2 separate regions of the Mus musculus genome follow, and region 2 is linked to region 1. Evidence: chromatin contacts called from public HiChIP or PLAC-seq data. All regions are on one chromosome and are shown on one strand. The core of a region is the stretch at or near the end of the contact, and the rest is flanking DNA. Distances in the headings are between cores, read along the strand shown. Region 1 has its middle 39 kb from the start of 2410004P03Rik. Region 2 holds the start of Pdia6 (protein disulfide isomerase associated 6).

Evidence for each region. HiChIP or PLAC-seq counts read pairs in DNA pulled down with a chosen protein or histone mark.
Region 2: a contact with region 1 is called in an H3K4me3 HiChIP or PLAC-seq map of embryonic basal ganglia, with 3 times the contacts expected there. The contact joins the promoter of Pdia6 here to the enhancer-like site in region 1. A contact is called at or near these places in 10 of 39 promoter capture datasets (the C10 cell line, the HPC-7 cell line, cranial neural crest and 6 more), 2 of 15 datasets of contacts at CTCF or cohesin (the NIH/3T3 cell line and large pre-B cells), 10 of 484 Hi-C or Micro-C datasets (the AML12 cell line, the G1E-ER4 cell line, bone marrow-derived dendritic cells and 4 more), 19 of 115 datasets of contacts at active chromatin or transcription factors (the 3134 cell line, bone marrow-derived dendritic cells, bone marrow-derived macrophages and 13 more) and 3 of 9 other capture datasets (adipose tissue, liver and pancreatic islet).

What each region holds. Positions count from the first base shown.
Region 1 is chr12:17,048,652-17,053,172 of GRCm38.p6, reverse strand. No RefSeq gene overlaps it. Among named protein-coding and RNA genes, the nearest start is that of 2410004P03Rik, 39 kb to the right of the region's middle. Within about 2 kb of position 1,867, at least 23 of the 459 cell types and tissues checked have an H3K27ac peak or open chromatin away from gene starts, as enhancers often do. A contact at or near this core is called in embryonic basal ganglia and pancreatic islet, where this site is marked.
Region 2 is chr12:17,264,722-17,269,242 of GRCm38.p6, reverse strand. It overlaps Pdia6 (protein disulfide isomerase associated 6), which reads right to left and starts at 2,654. Exons shown (of 13, transcript NM_027959.4): 1 at 2,592-2,654. The coding sequence starts at 2,610.

The DNA of each region.
Region 1 (4,521 bases), core at 618-3,117:
GGTACTTTGGTCACTGCAGTGAGACAAGTTGCTAGTACAGGACTCAGAGTCTGAACAAGCCAGTGCTCAGTAGAAACATATCCATCAGGGAACAGTCATGTTTGTGTCCAGAAAGAGAAAAATAAAAACTAAACAACTTTTTTGCTATTGCACCAAAATCCTGTAGGCAGTTTCAGGGCTGAGTCTGACAGAGGAAGGAGACAGTGGAGTCTAGTTTCATGGCACTGATGGTGCCAAGTGCCACTCCACTGTTCAACCCACCTCCTCACTTCCCTCAAGCAGGAAGAACACAGGAGATACAGAGCAGGAAAGGCTCTGGTCACCCACGCACGGATGTGGCAGGTCCCTTGTGCTTCTTGGGCTCTGTACAGGCTCATGCTTGTGGCTGTTCTGCTGGCTCTGAGCAGTGCCAGCTCTTCCCCATTCCCTGGGAAGGTCAGTGCAGATAAAACCCCAAGTGGCCCTAAGGGTGAGTGACTGTTGGTGGCCAGGGAAACTGGCTTAGCATCCCAAGGCAGTGTCCAAGGGCAGCATCCAAAGGCGATCTCTGGCTGCCCAGCATCCAAGGGCATTCTCTGGTTCAGCATCCAAGAGCAGAGGCTATGTCACAGGAGCAGGGAGTCCTGCTTGACTTCTGGGTATCCCTCTGACATCTGTAGCCCACAGCCACAGAGTGCCCTGTCCACATCTCTTGAGACCCATCTATGAGTCCTTTGCTGAAGATATGATAGGTGACCCCTCCCTCCAGCATCCTCCACCCATGGATCCACCTGTGAAGGTACAAGAGGCTTAGTGGGTACAAGGCCAACCCTTCCCCAACCAGGACTCTGGTGGGAGGAGCATCCACCTCTGTTTTGCCCCTAGGCTCCCCCTTCCCTACTCACAGATTCAGCCCATGCTCCCTCCTCTCAAGAATGTACACCTCAGCATCCACAGAAGAACAGCTATCATGAAGTTATCATGAAGGCATCAAAGCCCTGCCTGAAACACAGGCAGAAATGATCTCTGTGAGCTTCTGGATTATCTCCTCTGGATTTAGCCCCAAGCAGACAGAAGAGGATTCTAAAAAGGTGTAACATTAGTGATGTGTCTACAAAACTACAGCCGCTGTGCTGGGGAGACAGCTCAGCTGATAAAGTGTTCATCACATAAGCACAGACCTGAGTTCAACCCCAGAACACATGTAAAGAAGCCATGCATGGTGACATTGGGAAGACAGAGATAAGTGGGTCCCTGGGATTCACTGGCCAGCTAGCCTACCTGAATGTGTGAGTTCCAGGCCAGTGAAAGATCATGTCTGTACATACTCTCATGAACACCCACTCACACTCAAGCACACACATGCATGCACATATGTTCATGCACACATGCACATACACACATGCACACATGCTCATGCATACACATACATACACACATGTGCACACACACTCATGCAATGTATGCATGCATGCACACACAAACATGCACACACACACACATGCATGTACACATACACACCAGTCATTGCTATCTCTCTATGTCCCCTCATTGGGGTGGCCTTCCCAGTTACTTGTCAATTCAGACATAGAACGTGCCATTCTATGAGGGTGGAAGAAGCTAGGAGCCAAGAAAACTAGAATCAGCAATCAACAACCAAGAGACACCGGCCATCCACTGCTTCCTGAGCCTCGGTTTCCTCATTTGTCGAGACAAGGGGACTTGGGTTCCTCTGAGGATCAATGTTGAGTGATTTCATAGACCTGGTTGCATGGCAAGAGCCATGACAAGTGGCCTGTCACTCAGCCCCAAGCTCAAGTGCACAGAGGGAAGCAAGCACTCAGGGTGATTCTCAGCCCCGTATGCTACTGGAGATCTTGATTAGCTGAGCTGTCCCCTCCGTGGTCCCCATGGCAACAGACTTAGGTGCTTCTCTGTATATAACAGCAGCCTTCTCCTCATCTCGTCAAGCGCTTGCCTGGCATTTCTCCAGCACAGGGCCAGCTTGCTTTTGCTTTCCTGTGTTGCCCAGAGCCTTGCTCTGTGATTCTTTTAGCATGCCCTGGGCTGGCAACAAAGGGGTCAAAGTGGACAGAGAGCAATGAAACCTGCTACTGAGACACTTCTGTAGCAAAGACCTCAGCTTCCACCTGCTCTGGGGTATCAGCCAACAATGGCTGCTTGGTGTCCCTAAACCTAGCTTGGTGGAATGTCCAGACCACGAAATATCACACAGTCTGAAAAAGAATACAATCTTAATATATGCTGCGATATGATGGTCGTTAGAACTCTAACTGCTTGTGAAGCAAGTACCAGCAGATGCTACATGCCGTCATGAAAGCAGGAAAGTCCACAGAGGTAGAAAGAAAGATGGATGACCCCAGCAGAGGGGTTTACTGTGGAATGAGTGTAGAGTTAAAGTTGAAAAATGGTGGAGAGTCCTCGGGTCCAGACAGTAGGGATAGTAGGTGACACTGTGGATGTCCTTAGTGCCACTGAAGCTTATGTTCATGAGAGACTGCAATGATAAGGATTAGTGTTGCATGTCTTTCCCTGGGGAGACATGGCACCCCATATCCTGATAACAAGCAAGGAATCATTCCACCCAAACCCAGCTTGGCGGGTGGATGGATGAGTTTGTTGTGCTTCTTTACAGGAGTGTGGGTGAACACGTGTGTCACCAAAATCTCTCCCCCCAGCCTGGAGGATGGACGACCTCCCCAGAGCTGCAGAGATGGAGCACCCTCCCTCACACACCCTTCGACTCTCTATATCCTCTAGCACCCTGTAAGACCATGAGCAGCCTGTGATGGATTAATAATAACCACAGATAGACCTAAACAGCACGCCAGGCCAAGGAGGGTTCCACGTGAGAGAGGTTTATTGTGAGGGAGAGACAAAAGGAGCAGCAGGGTGAGTGGAAGGGGAGAGAAGAGAGTGAGGAGGGGTGATCTCCTAATTTATATGGAAAGTGGCGTAACACAAGTAAGGGTGGGAGGTGAGCCAAGTGGGTTCTGGGATATGAGGGTCATTGGCTTGGCAACACAGGTCATGGGTCACATTGTTAGCACCTAGGTTTGGAATGTCCTGGTACTAACAGCCTGGGTACAAATAAATGCAAGCAGGGTTGGGGACAGAAAAAGCATGAGCTGGAATCTCAGGTGACATTCCTGACTCCTTCCACCAGAGACCACTAGTGTGCCAGATCTTGCAAGTGTCCCACATAGGCAACCATAGCTCCACTGATGGCTAGAACTATGTCAAAGGACAATATTCAAATTATGTTATATATTTATGTATCTACATGTATAGACCTGTGTGGGGTACACGCATGACCACAACAAACATGTGGAAGTCAGAGGATAACATGGATGAGTCAGTTCTCTCCTTCCACCATGTGGATCCCAGTGATCAAACTCCAGTTGTCAGGTTTAGCAGCAAGCACCTTTATCAGCTGAGCCATCTCACCAGCATAGGGGCCCCAAATAAAAGAACAGCCCGTAGTCTAGGAAGCTTCACAAGAAGGTGTTGCTGATCATACCACCAGGAACAAAAAGAGCTGGGGCGGGGGTGATGCTGGGTTGTTGGGGACCCATGGAGAAATAGCCCAACTGGGATCTGCTGTTTGCTCATGCTGACTTCAGGGGTCCCTGGAACCACTTTGAGCCCCTTGCTCCCATTATGGAGCTGTCTTCAGCAGGGCAGACAGATGCACAGCCCCAGCCTGTTCCTCTGCCATCAGCAGAGATAGATCACTATTATTAAGGAGGAAGGCATGGTCCATTTGTCATCTTGGACATTTGAAGTGCAGCAGGTCTTGTGGACCACAGAGTTTCTTCTCCATGGGAGGTGACAGGCCACTTATAAAGCCACCATGGGACCTCTTATCGTCATTCAATTTACATGAAGTAAGCACAGCTTGGGGCAGTGAAGCAATACAATTTTAACACTTAATGACTTGGCGTCCTCATTGATGAGACAGCTGGGATGGATGCAATCTGTCACCTCATTAGGCAATCAATACCGGAGGGGGCACATGGCTCAGCTCCACCTGCAGCAGCCTCCAGACTGCCACAGCAAGCAGAACAGACAGCTGACGCTCTCACTATCCTCTGATGAGCCACGTGTCCCGGTTGCATCAGCCACTATACCATCTCCAACACATAGATACACAAGACATGTCCGCTGTTATGCCCAGCTCTCCATCTTGTACAAGGTGGGGAGACAGCTCAGTTGACGAAGCACTTGCTCACCTTATGTTTTAATTAGGGTTTTATTGTTATGATGAAACACCATGACCTAAGCAACTGGGGGGTATGGTAATTTAACTTCCACATCACTATTCATCATCCAAGGAAGTCAGGATGGGAACTCAAGCAGGTCAGTAACCCGGATACAGAAACTGATGCAGAGGCCATGGAGGAATGCTGCTTACTGGCTTTCTCTCCATGGCTTGCTCAACCTGCTTTCTCATAGAACCCAGGATCACCAGACCAGGGGTGTCCCCATCCACAATGGGCTGAGCCCTCTTATATAATCTCT
Region 2 (4,521 bases), core at 1,405-3,904, 220 kb before region 1:
AACATACAACCAGAAGGCAGAGCAGGGAGGGCTGAAGCTGCTATGTTTAATGACACTGTTGTCTGTGAGCACCTGGGCTACTGTGATAGTGAAAAGAACCAGCAGCAGAGGACAGAGGACTGGACAAGCGGAGGGAAGAAGTCCAGAGAACACAGACAACTGTTTACATGAGTTTCATTGTGAAGACCTGGGAAGAGCAAGAGCCATGTGGGGTGGAGGGACGCATCTCCCTAGAGATGCAAGTGGTCTGCGTGGATATGTGTGCATAGTGGGAGAGGCCGAGGACACTGAGGGTCTGAACAAGATGCCCTGAATCAGGAGCTCTGCAAGGCTTCCACTATTTTCACTAAGTGGGGCAGGATGAGTATGTTTCGATGCTGGCTCAGCCAGTGGGGCTGTTCCCTCAAACTATTATCCCCTCTGAAAGCCACCAGCCACATGTGGCTACCGCAAACTGAAAGCTTCTCCAATGGTAAGGAAACATATTGGTTCCAAAGACTTGAAGAAAAACAGAAACAAATTTCTATTAATATTCTCTCACTGGTTATATGCTGGAATCATGATGTTAACCCATGAGTGTGGCTTAAAGATAGGATGTGCACTAAGAAGCACACACGGAGACTATCTCACCACCAGGTCAAAGCTACAAACAGGGACAGCTAGCTCATCATTAGGGGGATATAATCCAGTGGGCTTGCCACCGTAAATGCAGTTGTTATGTAAACTTAGTTCAAAACACTGTTAGCTGTTCTGCTATGCCTTTTTATTTGTGGCTCCTAGAAAACTTAGGATATTACACACAGTTTGCATTGTATTTCTATTGGATGGTAATGCTCGCTGAAAGGAATAGTAGTGCTTGCCTCCAGAGTGTTGGGATTAAAGACACATGCTACTATGCCTAGTAAGTTTATCTTGTTTATGAAACTGTCATGAAGTTGGGCAGTGGTGGCGCACGCCTTTAATCCCAGCCCTTGGGAGGCAGAGGCAGGAGGATGTCTGAGTTCGAGGCCAGCCTGGTCTACAGAGTGAGTTCCAGGACAGCCAGGGCTACACAGAGAAACCCTGTCTCGAAAAAAAAAGAAAAAAAAAAGAAATTGTCATGAATTCATATTTGTTTGATACACTGAGTCTTGTGAAAATTGAAAGGTAGAAAAAAAAGTCTAGTTATAGACACTTGGAAGGTAAAGTCATTACGGACTACCAATCATCTCCCATGTAACCTTGTTATAATCGACTTCTGACTGATGGCCACCCTAACTTTTAAGGTGCTTAGGTCTTAGACCTTTGATAGGGTAGCCATCTGTTAAGAGAAGCTCTCAAGGAACTAGGCAAAGTGTAAAGACAGAAGTCTTACTATATCAGCCATGGAAGAGGAATGCCTTCCTGAGGCATGGAGCCTCCATCCCTGTGGGAGCCTGCAGAGAACATGTTGCTCCCCTGATGCCCTAATGGCCAAGAGAAGTGGAACCACCCAGTTCTGCCTCAGCCTACCAACTGATGGCTCTAAGATGATCTAACAGGGTTAGGAAGAATCAAATACACTGTTCCTTGCACTTGCTCTCCAAGCAACAGCCCCACCCCCACCCGGGGTGGTGGTGGTGGTTTACTATGGCTGAATAGGTCAATGCTGACCCATCAAATCCTGCTTCTAAAATTCACATGGCCACTCTACACAGTGATAATGAGCACCACCGGGAAAAAAAGAACTCCCAGGGTCCACAATCTATGCGTGCAGATGGTTTTGCCATCTGTGGCTTCCCATTCAATCTCTGTAGCAGTTAAGGGTGTTATAAATTCACACCAGTAACATTTCTGCCTGGCAGCCGCTGGCAGCAGGGTAGCCAAAAAAAAGGCTGACTACCTTATTAAAATAATGAGTTAATTGATAGAATCACTTTTTCACAGGCACTCACTGGAAAACCAAAGATTAAATCTTTCCCTCTCATCTGCTCTCTACAGTAACCCAGAAAGTAGTATTTTTCTTGCTTACTCTCTTTAAATATGTACTATAGCTCATGGGGCGAACACGGTTGAAAAAAGCTGGCAGAGCAGTGAGAAAATATGCTCCGGGTCTCAACTAGTAAATGGAGGGAGAAGTGGTGTAGGGATCCACCTCCCTCTCCTACTTTCTAGCCAGGATCAGCTGAGTTAACTAATGTCAAAAACTATAGGCCCATTTACAAGGACAGCCGGGAGATGAGGGCCCCTCAGATTCGCCCACGAGTCGCTAAACATCATTCCCGGACACCTGGGTGGACGACCAAAGGCATTTTAAGTGCTCAGGAGTTGTGAGGCCTTGGTCAGTGGGCACTGCCCACTTCTAAGACACCTTCGGGACAGGCCTCTGCTATCTGCCTATAAAAGTGAAGGCTGAGCTGGACCGGAGGCGGACCGCACTCGTGGGGAGCAGAGGCTGCAAGTCTCCGACTCCCCGGGGCCTCCCGTAGTGGGCCCGACCTGGCCTCTCCCACCCAGCTCGCCGCGAAGTCCCCAGGCAGGCCCGGCAACTCGTCCCTCCACTCGGCCCTGCTTCGCGGCCCCGGCCCTTCAGGCTGCCTCCGACCGGCTTCCCACCACAGGCCCGCGCTTACCGAGCACCAGGCGAGCCATGCCGATCACCCGCATTCTGTCCGTGCCGCCGCTGCCTCGGCTCTGCCGCGCCCACGTCCCGCCCTCGGCTTCTAGCGGGCGGTGCGCCGGCGCGCGGAGGCGGGCCGGAAGGGCTCGCCACGCCGTGGCCGCCTTTCATTGGTCTCTGTGGACTTCGCTCATGTGCGTGGCCAATTGAAAGCGGCCGGGTAGAGGTTACCGGTTTGTTTTTTTTTCCTCGGGGGTGGGGGCGAGCGGAGTAGCGGAGCGGGGCGGGGCAGGGCGAGGATGGGCGGGGAATGAAGGGGCGGGGTCAGGGGACCTCCGGCCCTGTTCCTGCGGGGTACCCCTTGTTCCCCTAATTTTTTTCTGAGTTAACTGAAACAAAACAAAAAACCCAGGACTAAGGGGTCCTCATTTCTTCCTGGCTTTCATTCTTTTTCCTCTTTGCCTCTCTCGTGGCCCCTTCCAGCTCTCATTCCTTGAACTGTCCCTTTATGTCGGGAGAATAGTCCTAAGACTTCAGTGTGTTTGGGACCTTATTTATTCTTTTGTTCGCGGACTCAGCATTCAGTGAAAACCATTTGCCAAACTTATTCTGTATATAGTATCATTCCAAACTTTATTTTGTTAAATTGATTGCAAAGCCTTGTTCACTCATGTGCCCCTAGACCCTCAGAGTATAAACTGCGGGGTTTATCGTTCTTGGCTCTGGGGGTGAGGGCTAAAATGTATTGCTTTGCAATATTTACAAAGGTGTTTAAGGCTAACAGAGTGAGACACAATAGAAAAATAATGGCAGGGGATGCCTTTCTGTTGGTGTGCTTGAGTAACATGCGTGAAGCCCTGGCTAGGATCCCTAGCACCACAGAAACACAGCATGGTGACTATGGTGGCTAGTTTTATGGCAACTTGACTCAAGCTAGAGGAAACCTCAAAAACAACAAAAAAAAAAGCTTCTATAAGATCCAACAGTAGGACATTTTCTCAATTAGTGATTGAAAGGGCCCAGCCCATTGTGAGTGGTGCGGTCCCCGGACTTGCGGTCCTAGGTTCTATAAGAAAGCAGGTTGAGGGTAAGTCCTGAGCAGCGCGTCAGTAAGCCACATCTCTCCGTGGCCTCTACTTCAGCTCCTGCCTCCGGGTTCCCATCCTGTTTGCCTTCCTGCCCTGACTTTCTTGAATAATCAACATGGAAGGATAAACCAAACCCTTTCCTCCCCAAGTTGCTTTGGTCATGGTGTTTCATCACAGCTACAGTAACCCCAACTAAGACAGTAACACACCTGTAGTGCCAGCGCTAAAGAAAAGGAAGCAAGAGAATTAGGGGTTCAAGGCCAGCTTTGGCGACACAGTCAGTTTGTGGCCAGCCTGGACTACATGAGATCCTGTCTAAATTTTTTAAATGCTAATAAAAATTTTAACAACAATAATAGCTTCTTTTTACTGAATGACAAAACAACGCTGACCCTGGCCAGAGCTCTCTTGGGCAAAGGGCTCCAGGAGAAGTGGTGCCCTGTTGGAAGGTGGAGCCCTAGGAGTGCCTTTGGAGAGACTGGCAGGCAAATGAGGCTCCAAGGAGCACCAGAACCACAAGGCTGACTCTTGTAAGCCATTGGCAAGCTTTCCTGTCCACAGCAGGCACACTGCTTATTTTGGGACAGGAAGTCCCTCTGGAACCTTGGTTAGCTCCACCTTTGCAGGAAGGTGCCAGTGATCACAGAGCTATGTGTGGAGTCAGAGCAGAGGTGTGTGAGGTCTGCAGAGAGACATAGTTGGGCGGTGTGTTCTCCTGGAAGGCCCTGAGGTGAAATGCTACTTGTTTTTCTGAGGCTTTCCTCAGCTTTCTGTGTTTCCCCCTGAAATATGCAGCTGTAGAAAATGGAATTCCAGTGAGATCCTTTCCCTTGACGGATAAGGACTGGGAATGAA